Linked DNA regions of Mus musculus: regions 2 and 3 are each linked to region 1. The links are chromatin contacts, called in public Hi-C and promoter capture Hi-C maps. All regions are on one chromosome and are shown on one strand. Each heading gives the region's core, a stretch centred on a gene start, on an enhancer-like site or on the middle of the called end of the contact. The rest is flanking DNA. Distances are from core to core; before and after follow the strand shown. Region 1 overlaps Jade1 (jade family PHD finger 1). Region 2 has its middle 21 kb from the start of Pgrmc2. Region 3 has its middle 5.1 kb from the start of Gm22043.

Evidence for each region. Promoter capture Hi-C pulls out the DNA fragments that hold promoters and counts their contacts. Hi-C and Micro-C count contacts between places; a contact is called where the count stands out from the background.
Region 2: a contact with region 1 is called in a Hi-C map of liver, with 1.8 times the contacts expected there. The contact joins two enhancer-like sites. A contact is called at or near these places in 5 of 39 promoter capture datasets (cranial neural crest, hematopoietic stem and progenitor cells, hippocampal neurons and 2 more), 11 of 484 Hi-C or Micro-C datasets (the AML12 cell line, Sertoli cells, cardiomyocytes and 7 more), 4 of 115 datasets of contacts at active chromatin or transcription factors (bone marrow-derived macrophages, epiblast stem cells, extraembryonic endoderm stem cells and 1 more) and 1 of 9 other capture datasets (adipose tissue).
Region 3: a contact with region 1 is called in a promoter capture Hi-C map of liver, with 2.3 times the contacts expected there. The contact joins two enhancer-like sites. A contact is called at or near these places in 2 of 39 promoter capture datasets (both in liver), 1 of 484 Hi-C or Micro-C datasets (liver), 3 of 115 datasets of contacts at active chromatin or transcription factors (embryonic forebrain, large pre-B cells and neural tube) and 2 of 9 other capture datasets (adipose tissue and pancreatic islet).

The regions. Positions count from the first base shown.
Region 1 is chr3:41,578,836-41,582,075 of GRCm38.p6, reverse strand. It overlaps Jade1 (jade family PHD finger 1), which reads right to left. Exons shown (of 11, transcript NM_001130184.1): 2 at 804-881. The coding sequence starts at 855. Among named protein-coding and RNA genes, the nearest start is that of Jade1, 25 kb to the right of the region's middle. Within about 2 kb of position 1,730, at least 110 of the 459 cell types and tissues checked have an H3K27ac peak or open chromatin away from gene starts, as enhancers often do. A contact at or near this core is called in liver, where this site is marked.
Region 2 is chr3:41,061,032-41,063,887 of GRCm38.p6, reverse strand. No RefSeq gene overlaps it. Among named protein-coding and RNA genes, the nearest start is that of Pgrmc2, 21 kb to the left of the region's middle. Within about 2 kb of position 1,512, at least 8 of the 459 cell types and tissues checked have an H3K27ac peak or open chromatin away from gene starts, as enhancers often do. A contact at or near this core is called in liver, where this site is marked.
Region 3 is chr3:40,986,157-40,989,026 of GRCm38.p6, reverse strand. It overlaps a transcript of Larp1b not described here. Among named protein-coding and RNA genes, the nearest start is that of Gm22043, 5.1 kb to the left of the region's middle. Within about 2 kb of position 1,431, at least 2 of the 459 cell types and tissues checked have an H3K27ac peak or open chromatin away from gene starts, as enhancers often do. A contact at or near this core is called in liver, where this site is marked.

The DNA of each region.
Region 1 (3,240 bases), core at 481-2,980:
CTGCCCTGGTAACATCACATCAGGGCAGATCCTAATGTCTGAGGCAACGTGCCTAGAAAGCAGGCCAGGTCGCTTTCCCACCTCACAGTACAGCAAGCTTCCTTTCCAGGCTTCCAGAGTTTAATGTGCAATGTCAAACCTAAGCTAACAGGCTGCAGTTGCAGGCACTGAGCTAGGTACCGTCTGAAGGGAGCGCCTCTCTCAACAGTCTGTTAGCTCCTCAACAGACACTGTGTGACATTTATTTTGACTGCCTGGAAGCCAACGAACTCCTGGTTCTCAGCTACACTGAAAATCTGAGGTTGCCAGAAAGCTGAGCTGCAGACAGTGGCGGTATCACTCCATCCTGTGACAGCAGGAAAGGTTAGGGACTCATGTGCCTGGACTTGGTACCCTCACGTCACGCTGGGCAGCCCTTCATTCTGCCCTCGGAGCCCCGGCAGGCTCAGCCAGTTAATCATTACCTGGCTTTGATTAAGTCTCCTCTTCATAGAGAGCAATGCGAGGTACCATAAATGCTGTTTAATGAAAACAGACACACCAGTGGCTCTTGGAACTAAATTCTTCTCCCTGGATAACACACAGGAAGCCTGCAGAAGGCCTGCCTGCAGTCAACCTTACCGGGAAAGATCTGCTTCCAGCCCTGCAGTAGCACACTCAGATGTCTTTCTCCAGGCCTTGCCTTTCTCTGACCTGCCTGATATGCAAAGGGCCTCGACTATTTAGAGCATTATACTATAAAATCATGTTTTCACACTGACCCAAGCCCCGGTAGGCTCCAAGAACAACAAAGCAGGACTTACTGCCATTGTCGTCAGAATCCTCACTGCTGCTGGGAAGGCGACCTCGTTTCATGATCTCCCCGGGAGACAGCAGGCAGCCTGCAAAGCAATGAGACAGCACTTAACCCAAGATGGGAACACGCGATCATCAACTTGTGCTTCAGATGGCAGCCAGGATGCTGCAAACAAAAGCAAACACGGGCCTCAAGTAGCATTTGAATTGCAAACAGTGAAAAGACCAAAGGCACATAATTAGCTGAAATCATTAACAGAGCAGGTTAAGAGTGGGGGGGGGGTGAGTGGTAAAGTCACATGTGGGCAGGTCTCCCAGGTGCCACCCTTCCCTCCAGTTCCCAGACACCACTACAACTACTCCAGGAGTCTCGTCAGCCCCGGCAGCCAGCACTACAGAAAACAATCCTCCAGCAGTGAGCTCCCTCAGACAGATCCATGCTCTGTGCTTGTTGGGGGGCAGGGATGGGGCTGTGCCTACTGCTGTGTTTACAATGCTGCACTGGCATGATCAGGCTTCCTTGGCAAGGCCTGCTAAAATGAGCCCCAAATTTTGCCAAAATGAGCTATGCAACAAGCTGCAGCTCTAGAATGAACCAGTGGGGTGATGGGAAGACACCCATCTTCATCTGCCTTCCCCAACCCCTCAGAGGAACCACAGGCTTCAGGAACCCCGATCCGGACCCCTTCCTTTGCTCCTTACAGCAACCCATCCAAGGTCGTACTAGTCGGGGAAACCCCACTCCTTATTACCCAAATCCTTTCAGGACAAGTATGAACTAATTAATAATCAGTGGTACAACAGCCTAGCCTACCTGGCCAGTCCTTCAGCTCACCTCAGTTCAGAAAACCACTGCCTTCATGAAACAGAACAGTGGGCCAAGACTACACAGACAGTTACAGAAGAACTTGGACAGAACTATATCAACAGTGTTCCAACAAGTCACAAAAGCTTCTCTACACTAAAATTATTGATTGCCTTGACGTCTGTGGGACCACAACCTTCCTGCCAGGTCAATGACTCCCAAAGAAAAGGGAGAGCTTTTCAGGGCAGGAGAATGGCAGCGCTTCACCGCCCCATCCAACCAAGGCTCCTTGCTGGGAATCACCACAAACGTAATGAGGTCTGTTTTGCACAGAGGGGCAGTGTGGAGAGCCACTGCAGTAAAGCAAGGGAGTAATTAAAACCCCAAAGTTCCACTCCGGACAGACCTGCAAAAGGGAAGTCAAAAGAGGCAGAAAACACCAGACCATAGAGGAACAAAACATGCCACTTGGGCCTAAAGGTTATTTTGAGTTGCCTTCTTCCTGCCTGATCATAAGTTTACCTTTTGTAAAGGAAATTTCCACTTAGGTGCCCCACAAAAACAGCTCTTATTCATCCCCAATCCTCAATTACCATTAATCTCATACATACTTCAAGGTCCTCTTCCCTCAAACCTAACCCCTCCTCTTGTCGAGGTCCTCTCACAATGTACTGCCCTTTTTAAAGAGCAGCACGAGGGGCTAGAGAGAAGCGCTGTGGTAAGGTAGCTCTTGCACAGCACCAGAGCTCAGCTACCTGAACCCACTGCGCGCCCCCCCCCGCACCCCCCACTATGTTCTGTAACTCTGTCCAGCCTCTGTGGTACTGACATTCCCGTGCTCATACCAACCCAGACACATAATTAAAAATAGACCTTTCAAAAATACAACAGTTTACTAACTCCATATCTAATGCTGCTGGGGTGCTTCTCACTCTTTTAATGTGACACAAACCACACACACACACACACACACACACACACACACACACACTGATGTTTATATACCTCTGTTCCTGAATCGTTGACAACGGATAGTAAGTTTCCCCTTTTGGAACAGACCCACAGGATTCATTCAGGAATTCAGGCTCCTGGACTTTAAGTGCAATATTTTATATGTTCCTCCAGAGAAACTCACTCAATTAAAAAGTTTGTGGGCTTTTTTGTTTACCAACTGATTTTCTAAGATCACTGGAAGGAGACTGACTGTAGAGATGGTTTGGTTGGTAAAGTGCTTGTAACCTCGTGTGAGGACCTGATGTCCACACCCACAGCCCACATAAAAAGGCAGGGTTCCCAGAAAGCAGGTAGAGGCAGAAGGACCCATAGGACTCCCTGGAAGGTAGACCAGACTAACCTAACCAGTAAGGCCCAGACCAGTCAGTGAGAGACCCTGTCTCCTAAGGCACACATGCACAGCCACACATGCAGTAAAGGAATGCCCTGTAATTACCAGGCGTCCACACGGAATCAAAAGCCCCCTTCAGATAGACACCCTGTGAGCTACAGCTTCATTCACAGAATGGGCAGCCACAGTCCTAAGATCCACCCATTCATTCTTCCCAGAAAGGACTCTCACCTGTAACTCTGGTCCATCTAACAAGCAGTCTACACTCTGACCACTTACGTCCATAACGTCCACG
Region 2 (2,856 bases), core at 263-2,762, 520 kb after region 1:
CAACTGGCAGCAGGCCGATACACTCCAGCAGTGTCCAGGTGACCAGGATAACTTAACCTTGCTTTGCTCCAGGGAAGTCATTTCTTCCTATTGTGGCCAGCCACCAGTCAACACAGAGGCAAGCACTCCTTACAGGGCCTAGATGATACCAGTGAGACCTTGGGAAACAAGGTAAGAAACACTTGAGTTTGCTCGTCAAGATGGAGAGATGGTTCCCTGATGCTCTGCTCCTGGCAGGGGATGGCTGCTAGCACCCATGCGGGATGGATCACAACTGCCTAGAACTCCAGCTCCAGGGGACCTGCTTATGTGTGCACAGTTACACATACACACAGAATTTTAAAACCACAATCTAAAGAACAAACTAAAGTGTGATAAAAGTACATGGAAACTGGCGGGGGATGGGGGTGGGGGAGTAAGGAGGGTGGCAGGGGGCAGATCTTTGCCCAAGAGTTAGAGGAGTTAAGTCATGTCTCACATAAGAACGTTCTTAAGGAGTGTTGTGGAAGCATGGAAAGTGCCTAGGCCCTGGAGCGAGTGTGCAGCTTCCCAGTGAGGGAGTTTCATCTCGAGCCTTTCAGTATCTTTAGGTGATATAAAGTAACAATCCGAACGTCTTTTGGTAGTTAAACTGATAGTCCCAATATGAAAAAAACAGCCTCTGCCTTCCCCCTGGGTCACCTGATGGTACCCAGTGGTGCCTGGTAATAGCATTAGATAGTAAGTTCAGCAAGCAGTTTCTGTGCTAATATTCTCAGTGCTGGAATGGCAAAGTGCTTGGAAGGCCTAAGTCTGAGCCTTCTGCTCTAGCCTTCTGCTCTAGCCTACTGAAGAAGTTCCAGACCAGTGAGAGGCCCTGACTAAAACAGTGGATGGGACTTGAGGGACAACCCCTGTGATAAGTATTGTCAACTAGAGACATGCTCCTGTTCACATGTGTGGCACACTGTCTTGGGTACATTTGCTGTGAATGACTCATCTGGACTCGGTGGGACCATCCCCTGGGCAGAGAGATCCGGGTCTATAGAAAGTGGAAGGAAGGTGGACTGAGCAGCAGTGTATTCACAGCTAGTTGTCTGATTGTGGTTGTGTGATCAGCTGCTTCAAACTCTTGCCACCTATTCTTCCCCTCCGTGATGGGACTGTACTCTTGAGTTGTCGGCCAAAATAAATCATTTCTCCATTAGGGTGCTTTTGTCTTGAGTATTTTATCACAATAAAAGGAAAAGAAACTCGGGGGAAAAATGTCCTCTGGCACACACAAACTCATATCCTCTGGCACACAAGCATGTTCTCTCTCTCTCTCTCTCTCTCTCACACACACACACACACACACACACACACACACACACACACTCTTATAATTTATTTGACATCTGAAAAGTCATAGTTGTGGTTTCCTGAAATAGCGTAATGGTGAATCTAGTTGAGATACCAGAATTGGGACTGGGAGATGAGATTGTGAGGAGATCATGTGACAGCTCGAGTGTGGCATCTCCTGTTGACCCTTAGACTTGCTTTGTCTCAGCTGATCTTTTGACTTCACAGCCCAGCTTTGTTGAGCAAAAGGAGTGATTAGAAGGACTGAACTGACTCTAAAACCAGGGAATACTTTGTCAGTCATAAATTTAAAAAAAGAAGTCACAAAATCAAATACAGATAACAGTCTCTTGAACAGACAAAATCTAGTTCACTGAGATGTGCTCTGGGTGGCTCATTTTGTAGGTTGGTTTGACTAGGCTGCGATGCATAGTTGTTTGGTTGAACAGATGTTGTGAAAGCTATTTGTAGACATTACCATGTGGAGTCAGCAGATTTAACAACATCACCTGTTTCATGTGGTCAAACTACTGTCAAATCCACCTAAGACCTTCAGAACAGTTCAGCACAGAGCCAGCCTGTTTGGGGGTTTCCTGGTGAAATTTGTAGATTTTGGACTCAGAATTGCAGCATCACCTCCTACCTGCATGTCTAGTCAGCCAGCTCTACAGATTTCATAACTCACAACAGTAAGCCAAGGCTTTACATACATAGACTTATTTTCTTTCTCTTTTCCCTCTTTCTCTTTTCCCTCTTCCCTTACCCCCTGTGCCCACATATAGGAACACTTATTATTAGTATCTCTTTTAAAAGTTTTTGCTGGATTTTTGTTATTAGATAATGTGCTAGCTAGAGTCACATCAACCTGACAAACTATAGTCACCTGAGAGGATTAGGAAAAAATGCCTCCATACGATCAGGCTGTAGGCAAGACTGTAGAGCATTTTCTTAACTAGTGATTGATAAGGGAGGGTCCAGCCTATTGTGGGTGGGGTCACCCCTGGGCTGGTGGGCTTAGGTCTTAAGAAAGGAGGCTGAGCAGCCATTCAGAACAAGCCAGTAAGCAGGACAATCCATGGCCTCTGCATCTGCTCCTGCCCCCAGGTTCCTACCCTGGCTTGAGTTCTTGTCCTCACTTTCCTTCAGTGGTGAACAGCGATATGTAAGTGTAAGCTGAGTAAGCCCTCTCCTCCTCCCCAACTTGCCAAGGTTATAGTGTTTCATTACAGCAATGGAAATCCTAGCCAAGACAGGTAACATCTCTTCTTGGCTTAGGTCAATACTTGATCCGCTAGGACCACATGGGCTTCAGTTTCTGAACTCTGAAGTACATCTCAGCTCTGGGATGCTACATTTGCCAATATGCCTGTACTCTTCCAATAAAAGCAGGCATACATCCGGAGTTCTTTCGCTGATGCCCTTTGGAGGTAGGCAAGCCTAGTAGACAGTTGTTCCCTGGGACCCAATTTGGTCTGGAGATAAGCACAACACTCCCTCCTGTCATAGTGTATTCAGTAGCCCAGTCCTCTCACCTGT
Region 3 (2,870 bases), core at 182-2,681, 590 kb after region 1:
GGTTGCTCCTTTTATTTATTTTTATGTATATGGGTACTTTTCCCTGCTTTTATATGTTTGTGCTACAAATGGGCAGTGCCTGTAGAGGTCAGAAGAGGGCATCATAGACCATGGAACTGGACTTGAAAATGTGAGCAGCTATGTGGGTGCCTCAGGAAGTGTAGACAGTGATTTTAATTGCTGAGCCATCGCTCCAGCCCCTCCACTTTATTTTTGGAGATGGAGTCTTGCATTGCACCTGGAGGTTGAAGTTCTGGCTAGACTGATCCTCCTATCTCCATCTGTCCAGAACAAGGGTTACAGGCACACAATGCCATTCCTAAAGTTTTATATGGTACTGGAGATCCAAATTCAGGCTCTAATGATAACAAGGCAAACCCTTTATCAACAGAGCCATCTCCCTAGCCTAGGTCCGCTGGAAGAAGACCAGCTCTTCTGGTTCAACTCCTAGTACCTACTTAGTAGCTCAAACCAAATCTAACTCAGTGCCAGGGGAGTCAATAACCTTTTCTGGCCTCTGCAGACACTGCAAGTATGTGGTGCACACATACAGGAGAGAGAGGGGGGGAGGGGAGAGGGGAGAGGGGAGGAGAGGGGAGGAGAGGGAGAGGAGAGGAGAGGAGAGGAGAGGAGAGAGGAGAGGCAATCCTGAATATATTTTTTAAGACTATATGTAGGGTATATGGGACAGGGGGAGCCTAAATAATCAAACACCAACCTTTCAACTTGTAGGGAATGATTTTGTATTGAGCTAAAAGGAAGGCTCAGCAGCTAAAGGCACTTGCCTCCAAGTCTGATGATTTGGGTTCAATCCCCAGGACCCACACAGTAGAGAACTGACTTCCTTCCTCATATTTTCTTTTGATCTCCATACCCATGCCCTCTACTCATTAAAATTTGTTTTCAATAGATTTTTATTTTGGGTTGAAAATGACATAACTACATGTTTATGTTCAATAATAATGTACAATGTATAAATAATGTTTAAAGTTCACTTAACAATGAATAAATGAGGTCAAGAACTATGAGTTTCTAGAAAGCACAAAGTTCACGAGATTATACTGATGACACAAGAACCAGCAACCAGCCAGTATTATAGCAAAGAAGACAGAAGACACTGCTCTCACTATGATCCTAGAAAGCTTTCAAATGGAAAGCACAAAAACGGGAACGGACAGCAGGCAGCATTCAAAGAGAAGCATTTTGGAAACCAACTGCAAAGCAGCTTCCTTCCCTTTATTTAGGAACATGTAGTCAAGCAGGGGTAGAAGGATAAACTATAATCTCATCAGTAAAGAACAGAAACGAACTGTACCTATCAGAGAAAAACACGACTTGTTTTTGTAATGGCTGAGATCCAGAGTCAGATGTCTGTTCTCTGCCAAGGTGTGGGACAGAAGTCCAAATCTGTAGAAACTCAGTCAAGGGTATGGGCTGTACCTGACATTCATGAAAATGGCCCAACGCTCAGCAGGCTGTATTCATATCCACAAGACAAAGTCTACAACTTAACTAATGCTGGTAAGAATCACAAATCAATAGTCATAATTATTGAGGGGCAACAAATATTCTGAAAGAGAGGACTTCAACACACAAACAAAACTGATAGAACAGAGCTGGAGAGATGGTTCAGTAGGAAATACCACTTACTAGCAAGCCCTAGGACTTGAATTTGATCCCTAAACTGATGACTAAAGTTGTTCTCTGACACTCCTTATCATAGAAATTATCAGTTTTAAGATGAATTATAATCTCACGTGCTACTGGAAAAATAGCCTTCGAAATGTAGGCATTTTAGATACGGAAGGGGATATCAAAATAAGATATTGTAATGTTTTCATGCCTTAGTAAAGAAACACAATCCCCCACAACTACCCAGGAAGGTTGTAAGAGATCAGAGATGACCTGATTTTTTTTTTTCCCCAAAGGTGCTTTAGCCTTTGAAGTACATACTTTGGAGTGTGGTGCTTTTCTGACAGCATCTAAATACACCATGTCTAACTGTTTCAGGGGCTGGGATGTAGTTCAGTGGTAGAGCACTTGCCTAGTATACTTGAACCCTGATTTGTATCTTTAGTATTAGAATAAAGAGAGAGAGGGGGGGGGGGGTGGGCGGGCATAGTGGCGCATGCCTCTAATCCCAGCACTCTGGAATTCAAGGCCAGCCTGGTCTACAAAGTGAGTTCCAGAACAGCCAGGGCTATACAGAGAAACCCTGTCTCGAAAAACCAAAAAGAAAAGAGAAAAGAGAAAAGGGAAAAGGAAAAAAGAAAAAAAATTCTTTTCTTTCCTTCCTTTTTATTTTTTTATTATTTTATTTTTTTCAAGACAAGGTTTCTCTGTGTAGCCCTGGCTGTCCTCGAACACACAGAGAACCGCCTGCCTTTGCTGGGATTAAAGGTTTTGCCTTGCTTATTACGGTTTCTTCAATCAGCACTGTTGACTTTGGACTTGGTGATACTTTAGAATATGTAGGGCCCTTAGAGCCCCGTGGGTCATCAGCTGTGCTTCTGGCATCCACCAGACACAGAGTACACCCCTCCCCCCATTAAAACAAAAAGTGTTTGCTGACCTAGACAAATGCAGTCTTTGAAATTCCAGCTTCCTCTCTGTACCTCTGGTCTCCAGGATAAAGAACCTGGTTTATAAGCCTTTAAAATTCCAGCATTTTTTCTTCCCACAGTTCAGCCACGTATTTTTGATTACCTTTCCTTGAGAGCTTACCTTCCGCATTTGAGCATCCAAGCAGCACTTATTCTAAACTTTAATGAGCTAATTTTGCAGTAACTGTAAGTTCACATAACTGTAAGAGATGGTGGATGTGGCCCATCCTTCATCCGCTTTCCCCATTCTATAATAATAAGCACTCT